2 separate regions of the Astyanax mexicanus genome follow, and region 2 is linked to region 1. A link is a contact called in public Hi-C data. All regions are on one chromosome and are shown on one strand. Each heading gives the region's core, a stretch centred on a gene start, on an enhancer-like site or on the middle of the called end of the contact. The rest is flanking DNA. Distances are from core to core; before and after follow the strand shown. Region 1 has its middle 7.2 kb from the start of LOC103031412. Region 2 holds the start of btbd6b (BTB (POZ) domain containing 6b).

Region 1 (4,571 bases), core at 2-2,501:
TTATCTGTACAGGAGATGAAAAAAGTTCCTGTGAAGCCTTTGAGGAGCTGCGCTGATCGTGACACACACTCCTGACACACTACACCTCCCGTAGCCTGCACTGTGTGTGTGTACACACTGGTGAAGTGAGACTGCTCCTTTCTTCACATGCTCTGAGTATACCATCCTACTGTGTTCTCAACTGGCTTTTGATGACTTGTTTAGGTTTACCTTATTTTTATTCAGAGACATGTGTTTGTGTGAGGAATAAAGTGTGTTGTCTGCATGGATCTAAATCTCTGTCTCCTTCCTTCTACTTTCAAACCAGGTGCCTCTATTTTACTGCAGCAAAACTTACTTACCTGGCAGGTGGAGGAAAGCAACCTATTTTCCTCCTGCTGGGCTGTTAGAACTTAAAGCCGTGCTCAGAATATTTTTCGTACTGACTGCGTTCATGTGGGAACAGTAGCACACTTTCACTTTAAGTCAGATGACTGAATGGAGTCACTTTCTGCAGGACACCTGGTGGTCATTCTGATAAATCAGGGGTTCTTAACCTCTGATACGTGAAGCACCCCACCAAATAAATGTTTTAAATGTATCAAAAACAGGTCTGGGTCAGGTATAGGTTTAGCAACAGTATGTGCTTAAAGAATAAAGTGGATTGTTCACCACAGAGTCCAGATCTTAACCTCACTGAGAATTTTTGGGATGTGCTGGAGAAGACTTTGTGCAGTGGTCAGACTGTACCATCAAGATCTTGGATCTTGCTGCAAGATCTTGGAGAAAAATTCATGCAACACTGGATTTAAATAAATCTTGTGAGATTGCAGAAGCTTATTGAAACAATGCAACAGTGAACGTGTGCAACAATCAAAGATAAGGGCAGTCCAGTGAAATATTAGACTGTGTGACCTTTTTTTGTCCATGCAGTGTATATACAGCTCTGGAAAAATTAAGAGACCTCTTATCTTTGAGTAAAATGAACATTGTTGTTTTATTTTATAAACTACAGACAACATTTCTCCCAAATTCCAAATAAAAATATTGTAATTTAGAGCATTTATTTGCAGATAATATAAAATGGCTGAAATAACAAAAAGATGTAGAGCTTTCAGACCTCAAATAATGCAAATAAAACAGGTTCATATTCCTAAAGTTTTAAGAGTTAAGAAATCAATATTTGGTGTAATAATCCTGGTTTTTAATCACAGTTCTGCGATGGATTGGCGGCCTGTCCAGGGTGTATCCTGCCATCCGCCCAATGCCGACTGGGATGGGCTACAGCCCCACCCCACAGCCCCTTAAGGGAAAAAGCGGTTGACGAAGAGTGAGTGAGTTAATCACAGTTTTCATGCATCTTGGCATGTTCTCCTCCACCAGTCTTACACACTCCTTTTGGATAACTTTATGTCACTCCTGGTGCAAAAATTCAAGCAGTTCAGCTTGATTTTGATGGCTTGTGATCATCCATCTTCCTCTTTATTATATTTCAGAGGTTTTCAATTTGGTAAAATCAAGAAATATGCTAATTAAGTCTGATTTCACTGCAGTAAGTAACATTTTCAACTTTACACTCTTATTGGGAAACAGAACTGTTGCCATGTGATTTAGTGCAGCATATTGCACGCTTGTGTAATAAAATCACCTCACTGCGTTGTCAGCACTGCAGAGTGGAGTGTAAATAAGCATCGGACAGGAACAGTTCCCCTTGCCACCCACACACACACACACACACACGGTATACTTATCTCCCACACTGCCCTGCTACACACAATCAACACAGCCCTGTTTGCCTGCAGCAAATACGGCACGCTTCTCACCTCTGAAACCTTTATTCTGTCCATGAGCTTCTGGTACATCAGACTCCACATCAGACTCCACATTTCTCCACTAAGGAGGTTTAGCAAAGAATGAGGTCTACTTTAATCATCCCAGTCATTAGTTATCTTAAAAACAGTGTCCTGACAAACAGAATTAATTAATTTGTATCATCCATCCATCTATTCAACTATCCAAAAATGCCCCAGAATGATGTTTATTATATATTTATATCAGAGGTGTCAAGTAATGAAGTACAAATACTTTGTTACCTTCGAAATGTTTACTTACACATTTTCACTCAGTTATCTGCAGTTTCTACACCTTACATGTACTTATTTCCATTTCTGCTTTTTATTAAAAACCCTTTTCAGATAAATCTCTTCATCCAAATAAATTTGATTGTGACTGGATGAGAAGGATAAACATGTACCATTCTGACACCCTATTGGTTAATACTCAATCCATTGTTGTGCACTAAAGGCTCATGTGGCACAGCCTAAACATTTTTTCTTAATAGCATTTTTTCCATTGTCCCATTTCCCAATACATTTGCTTTTATACCCGTACTTTTACAACTGTACTTTAGTAAAGAGCTTGAGTTGATATTTAAAAAAAAAATTGTAAACACTAGTATTTGTAGTTCTACATGTGTAATAAATGTCAATACTTCTAACACATTTGGTTCATTTTGATTTTCTCCAAGATAATACTGTGTTCTAATTTATCATTAAGCCTTTATTTTAGAAAGTGTAAGAACCCCACCTTTAATATGCATTTATTTTACTTTCAATAAGATACAGGTGCATCACAGAAAATTCTAATATAATTTTTAAAAAGTTACTTTATTTCAGTAATTCAGTTTAAAATGTGAAGCTCATATACTGCATTTATTTTTTAATGTTGATTATGATTATGGCTTACACCCAATGAAGACCCAAAAGTGAGTATCTCGGATCATTAGAATATTATATAAGACCAATTAGTACTTTTGGCAGTGTGGGCAGTGTGCCAAAGCCTGCTGGAAAATGAAATCTGCATCTCTATATAAGTTGTCAGCAGAGGAAAGCATTAAGTGCTGTAAGATTTTCCAGGAAAACCCTGCGCTGACTTTGGACTTGATATAACACAGTGGAGCAACACCAGCAGATGAAATGGTTTTCCAAACCATCACTGACCATCAGTAAATTTTACATTTCATTTGTAAATCAAGGGAGCAGAGTCTGAAGGAAGAGTGGAGAGGAACACAGTTCAAACTGCTTGAGGTCTAGTGTGAAGTTTCTACAATCAGTGATGGTTTGGAGTACCGGTACATTCTCATCGGGTTTCTTTTTTCTCCTTGCCAAGGGTTGAGATGATGACTGACTGGGTGTTTTAAAAAACACTGTTGTCTTGTATAATTACACTCTGCATCTCTACAAGTCTATCTATCCATATGGAATGTTACAATGTTACTGTAAGTATAGTGTAATACAGTACACAGTATTGTAGGATTACACACCTGTTCTCTCTATGAAACATTTGAATTATTGATCTCCCAACATTCAGGTGCAACATTTGACCAGCCTCTGCCATATAGGAATGATTGATAGTTGATGATTAATGTTCCAAAATGTATCGTAAACTTCCCTTTATTAGTAAAGGTCATGATTCACTATCCATCCATCCATCCATCCATCCAATTAACACCTAGTTCTGCAGAGGGAAGTATAGTACATTGTGATCTACACAACATAAGTGATTGATAATTTGGCAAACAGTTGTAAAAAATCATTTAATTGATCAAGTCATTTGCTGTTTGTATAAAATGAATGAAAAATAGTTTCTGTCATTTTCACAAGTAACTCGATGATGTGCAACTAATAGTTTAAAGAAATTCAATTTAGATTTGAAATATGCATCAAAAAGAAAAACTGTAATTCAGAAACACAAGAAATGCCATAACATTACTGTGTGTGATCAAACAATGTTTGGTTAAAAATGCAGGCTAACAAATGTTAAAAAAATATGGGAAGAAGGCCTTTGTAACATAAACCTGCAATCTGCTAAATTATTCGCATGAATTCTGCCTCAATTATCTGTTGAAAGGATGAATTTATACATTCAACTAACCTTACAATGGCAATTTGATATAACTTAAAGACAAAAGATCCTGGTGTATAATGCTACTTTCCTAATACAGCAATCAGTCTGTGTCTGCAGCCATTAGCAAGAGAGCAGGGTGCAATAGCACACAGAGCTCCTTTTGGACTTTCAAAGACAGTTTTGATCACAGCGGGGAGCTTGACTGGCCAAGCAGACTGCAATAGGGTGGCTGATTGGACGCTCTGAACTCCATAGGAGGCCTGATTGGTTGCTGAAGGCTGTTAATTATAGCTCTAATTCAGTGTTCCACTCATTGCTGCCCTCTGTACTGGCACTTGGTGTGATTTATCAGGTAGATGTAAAAGGCCCAATGTCTTTTTCATCAACAATCAGTCACAGCACCATGAGGTCAGCACATATACAAAGAATATAGCATGAGCTATGCATCCTTGAAGAACGAGCATTAATTTAAAATAATTTCCATAAAATAAGACACTAATTAAATTAAATTACATGCACATAAATTGCCTTATTAGAATTGTCTATTAGTGCTTTGTGAAGCAGCTGGCAACTGAAGAACTTCCTATTTATACCAGCCCTATGTTGCGCATTACCTAATGAGAAACAGCAATACGTTAGCTCCACCTAGTGGACTTTAGAAGAGCAGTGTAGTATAAATAATAATA
Region 2 (4,722 bases), core at 1,484-3,983, 250 kb before region 1:
GTTATTGAACATCAAAGCATTCCTGGGAGAAAAAAAAAGATTGCAGCTTTGAAGTATGTCTGTAATTGCAGTCTAGGCTCTTGAACAGCATAGTGACTAAATGTGCCTTTACCTTTCTCGCAGTGTCGGATGAGTCGCCTGCCAGGTGGCAGTCTCGACGTTGTTATTGTTGATGTTCTGCTGAGTGGTGGTGGACGTCGGGGTGGTCACTGTTTGGGTCACCTGAACAATGTTCTTTTTACTGGTGGCAGTAACCGCTGGACTGTTGCTGTTCGGCAGATTAGTATTTATGCTAGCAGGGTACAGTTCTGCAGCCATCTTCTTCTTCAAGGACAAAGTCACAATCTCATAGCATGCTGGCAGCTTGCCGGGTCCCTTCCCACTCTTTCTAGTCCTTTTTAGGGTCTCTGGAAGCAGAAGGAAAAATGTCAGAAACTTCATGATCCGGCCATACAGGCAATCTGGAGGTGTTGGCATCAGCAAATAAATCCACCAGTGTGTAGGAGATCTGAGAGAACGGCAGGTGCACTGAGGGAGGCGCTCTCTTCTAAGCGGACAGGTCCCGTGTTTTCAAATACGAGCTCACGACCTACGCGATCACATAACGCTGCTCTCTCTCTACAGGGAACAACACAGACGCGTCCGTCCAGCGGAACTATTCCAACGCCCGTACTTTTTCCTCTTTCTCATCGCATCCTCAATCACGGAGAAAGCATCTCCCCTCGAGTCCCAAATCCACTGCAAACCGCCAGAGAACCAGAAAAACGACTGACTCAGACGAGAAACGACTAGCCTAGATGAGCGTAAATGAGCAGTGGCATGTGATCTGTATCTGTGCTTACCATCACCAGCAGCATCACCTCTCTCTATCTCTCTCTATACTGCTGCTGCTGCTCCTGTATTGTAAACGCTCGTTTTGTGCGGCCAAAGCAAACGCCCATACCCGCGCCGACCAATCAGACTAACGGACGTGCCGCACGTCTGTAGACGCGAGGCTCCTCCCACGGCGAAAAGGCCCGCCCACTCTCGCCATAATATACCCGTACAGCCGAAGCAGCAGATTTAACCCTTGCGCTGGAGTTGAAAATTAGATATGGATGATTCAGGTCCAGAAAGTAAAACTCCACCCCGGGATTTTACTCTAACTGCTTGGCAGGCACGAGCTACAGCTAAGCTAGAGCCCATGCAGTTGTAACAAAAATCCTGGGGTGGATTTTTACTGTCTGGACCTGGAGTACCTGCCTCTATTGACAGTATACGTTCACGTCAGCATTTACGCCGACACGATCGCAGCTACAAGAAAAAAATAATAAATAAATAAATTTAGAGATAAATACACTAGATTACATTCACTGCGGCTGTTTAAAAACGCGTAAACAAGCACGTTAAAAATAGCGGAACATAAACAGCAGTGTTGTATCTTTGCTATTTCGGCGAAAAAACGTATTTTTGTAGATACAGAGCTTCTGAGACCGTTTCGCGAAGTTAAACTGGCTACTTTAAAACTGGCCATTGACAGAAGAGCCGGTGTTGTGTCGAGTTGTGCTACCTTGTCAGTCCCGGCTACCGTAGTGTATATATTTTTAAATACTTTAAAAATGCAAAAGACGCACCATATTAGAGCATGTTCTCAGTGGAAGTCACTGTGTATCATTGTACAGTTATAGCAGTGAGAGGTCATCACAAACTATTTTTGTATTTTTTTATATGTTTTGCATTTATTTGTTTATTATCATTATTAGTTTTTATTTGCACCTTTGTGCCATGACAATACGTTTAGGTTGTTTAGTGCACACAAAAAAACAGGAAAAAAAGGTTTATTGTAAAAAAAAAAAACACGAAAAATAATTAATAAGTGTAGGTCAGCGCATGCGCAGTGACATTAGGAAGCAGGTATCGATGGGTAGCATAACTCGACGGAACACCGGAGCACATATACACACACATACACGAATGCAACAACACACACAAACATAACACAAATGAAGAAGTGTTGTGCACAGGCAACAGGAGAGAGTCCACCTTCACATTTCAACCACCATTTGTTTATTTTTCGCATAGTTTCTCGACACTAACTACTAGTAGCCTAGGTACTGTTTAAATCAGGTTTTCAGTAGCAAACTAACTACAAGCATCTGCAGCTGCAAGTCCTCTCAGCTGCTAAACTACCAAACCAGCTCCAGCTTCTCTACATCCTCTAAAAGCCCAGGCTATTTTTAAAGAAGAGAAGCCCCGGCTTGTTACGACACAGCGGCAGCAGAAGTAACTAGCAGCACTAGTTTTTTTAATACGAGGAGCCCCTCCGCACGGAGGAGTTCTCCTCCCCCAGCCGCTCCACAGCCGAGGCAGCGCCGCGCTTCCCCCTACTACACCCAGCCCGTCAACACCCGGACACAGAAAGTACCTACAGCCGTGCGCGGTTCTGAATTTGTTACCTTTTCGTGAAGAGGGGAAAAGAGGGAGCCCCGCTCAGCGGAAAAACACAGTCAGGTCTGGTCCGCGGACGCTCGTTCGCTCGCAGCCAGGAGCCATGTTAAATCCCGAGCCTGCTCTGGGAGAGGGGGGTTGGGCTTACGTCCTGCTTCCAGCTCGTTCTCCCGGCTTTCCAACAGAGGGCCCCGGCGTTACAAAATGGATCATTTGGAGGGGTTTATCAACGGATAACGGACTGGGTTAAGAGGCTTAAGCATCATACAAACCTAGACAACCGTATTTTGCCAGCCCAAAGTCTCCCGTAGGCAAACCCCTTCTTCTCATCAACTACAGCGTCCTCAAACACACTACACACTGTTCCACTCCAGTTACTCCCCCTGTGCTGTAAACACTGCTGACTCTAACACACTGCACACACACACCTGCAGAGGAACTAGTAGTTTAACCTGTATTTAATTTATATATATATACACGATACAACTGAAACAGGAGAAATCTGGTTATACCCTTTCTCTGTGCTGTATGTGCTGAAATGGGACACACAACTCTGGAAAGTATTAAGAGACCATTTCAGTTTCTGAATCAGTTTCTCTAATTTTGCTATTTATAATATATGTTTGAGTAAAATGAACATTGTTTTTGTAATCTATAAACTATAAACATAATTTCTACCAAATTCCAAATAAAAACATGGTCATTTAGAGCATCTATTTGCAGAAAGTGAGAAATAGCTAAATTAACAAAACAAGATGCATAGCTTTCAGACCTCAAATAATGCAAAGAAAACAAGTTCATTTCTATAACATTTTAAGCGTTCAGAAATCAATATTTGCTGGAGTTTGCATGCATCTTGCCATGTTCTCCTCCACCGGGTTGCATAAGATGCATAAGGTGGGTCATGCAGCAAGACAATGACCCTAAGCACACAAGTCGTTCTACGAAAGAGTGGTTCAAGAAGAATAAAGTATATGATTTGGAATGGCCAAGTCAAATTCCTGATCTTAATGCAATCAAAATGTTGCAGAAGGACCTGTAGTAAGTTAATGTGAGGAAATGACCAAACAGCTTAAAGTTGAAGCTATTATGTACAGAGGAATGGGCTAAAATGCCTCCAAGCTGGTGTGCAAGACACAGGAAAAATTTAGTTGCAGTAATTGCTTACACAAATTATAATTCTTCTCACTACAATTCTTAACTAGAATATAATTCTTCTCACTAAAATATTTGGCGGGAATTTTTTCTTAAAAGGAATAATAGACCCGAATAAAATTCTTATTGCTAGAGTACTTGACTGGAATAGAATTATTTTATTTATAATGATTCTTACTAGAACACTCACAAAGAATATCAGCATCATAACACAAATCAATGACTTTCATTGATACAAACAGTCAATATGCTGTATGTATCTGCACCAAAATTGATTTCATTTCTGTTTATGTTTTTAAACAAATGCTGATTCTAAGCCTTTAAATTTTAGTTTTGCATGGTGGTGCATATTTACACTGAAGGTCCAGAAAGACTCGAGTTTGTTTACCTTCAGTTGGAGTGTTGTTGCTTTCTGTTCAGCTAAAATTCCTCACAGCCCTAATTGTTAGAGGCCCTCCTGCCTCCCTGCATTCATTCATCAACTTTTTTAATCAGCCTTCGACAGCCACACACTCTCGCAAATCACACAAACCCAATCGCCCGTGTGACAAAGAGGCTTCCCGATCAATTTTAGTGCAGTACAGAGAGAGTCTCAGAGAGTTGTCACATGTGAAAATTTAATTTAGCCAAAATGACTGCTTCCTATTTTGCAGATGGCACAGAAAGACCAGCTCCTTGACTGTTTTGCTTCAGTATATTGATATGATAATTTAGTATAAAATTGCCTCTATGAGTTGGGGAAATCCAAGTGACAGAAGAGGTCCAGGGGGATTTCGAGTGTCCCCCAAGCACAGGTGGAGTCCATGCAGCAGTACGACTAAGATAGGATTGAGGCAGACTGGTTCTCTGAGCTGAACTCATTTCCCTTTTATTAGGACATCCGTGATGTGTACTTTAGTGGGGCAGCGGAATGAGTTTACCCAAGGACTTTGAAGTAGGTGGAAGTAAGGGATATTTGCTCCCTAAGCCAAGCCACTTTCAGAGCTCCCTATAGAGAGGCAATGCTCCAGATTCACCCTGATGTCAAGGAGAGCCTTAAAGAAGTTGGGTCCATTTAAACCCTGCAGTAGGGTGCAAATGAATAGCCTGCTTGTTCAAAGCAACAACTTGTATATGTTGTTTGCATATATACTTTGTACT

The links. A called contact is a pair of places that touch in the nucleus more often than the background predicts.
Region 2: a contact with region 1 is called in a Hi-C map of muscle, with 6 times the contacts expected there. The contact joins the promoter of btbd6b here to the enhancer-like site in region 1. A contact is called at or near these places in 2 of 3 Hi-C or Micro-C datasets (both in muscle).

Annotation. Positions count from the first base shown.
Region 1 is chr1:69,289,836-69,294,406 of AstMex3_surface, reverse strand. No RefSeq gene overlaps it. Among protein-coding and RNA genes, the nearest start is that of LOC103031412, 7.2 kb to the right of the region's middle. Within about 2 kb of position 1,251, the one cell type or tissue checked has an H3K27ac peak away from gene starts, as active enhancers do.
Region 2 is chr1:69,538,285-69,543,006 of AstMex3_surface, reverse strand. btbd6b (BTB (POZ) domain containing 6b) reads right to left here and starts at 2,733. Exons shown (of 5, transcript XM_007230931.4): 1 at 2,436-2,733; 2 at 113-407; 3 at 1-22. The coding sequence starts at 318. The region is part of intron 6 of brf1b (BRF1 RNA polymerase III transcription initiation factor subunit b); the gene reads left to right.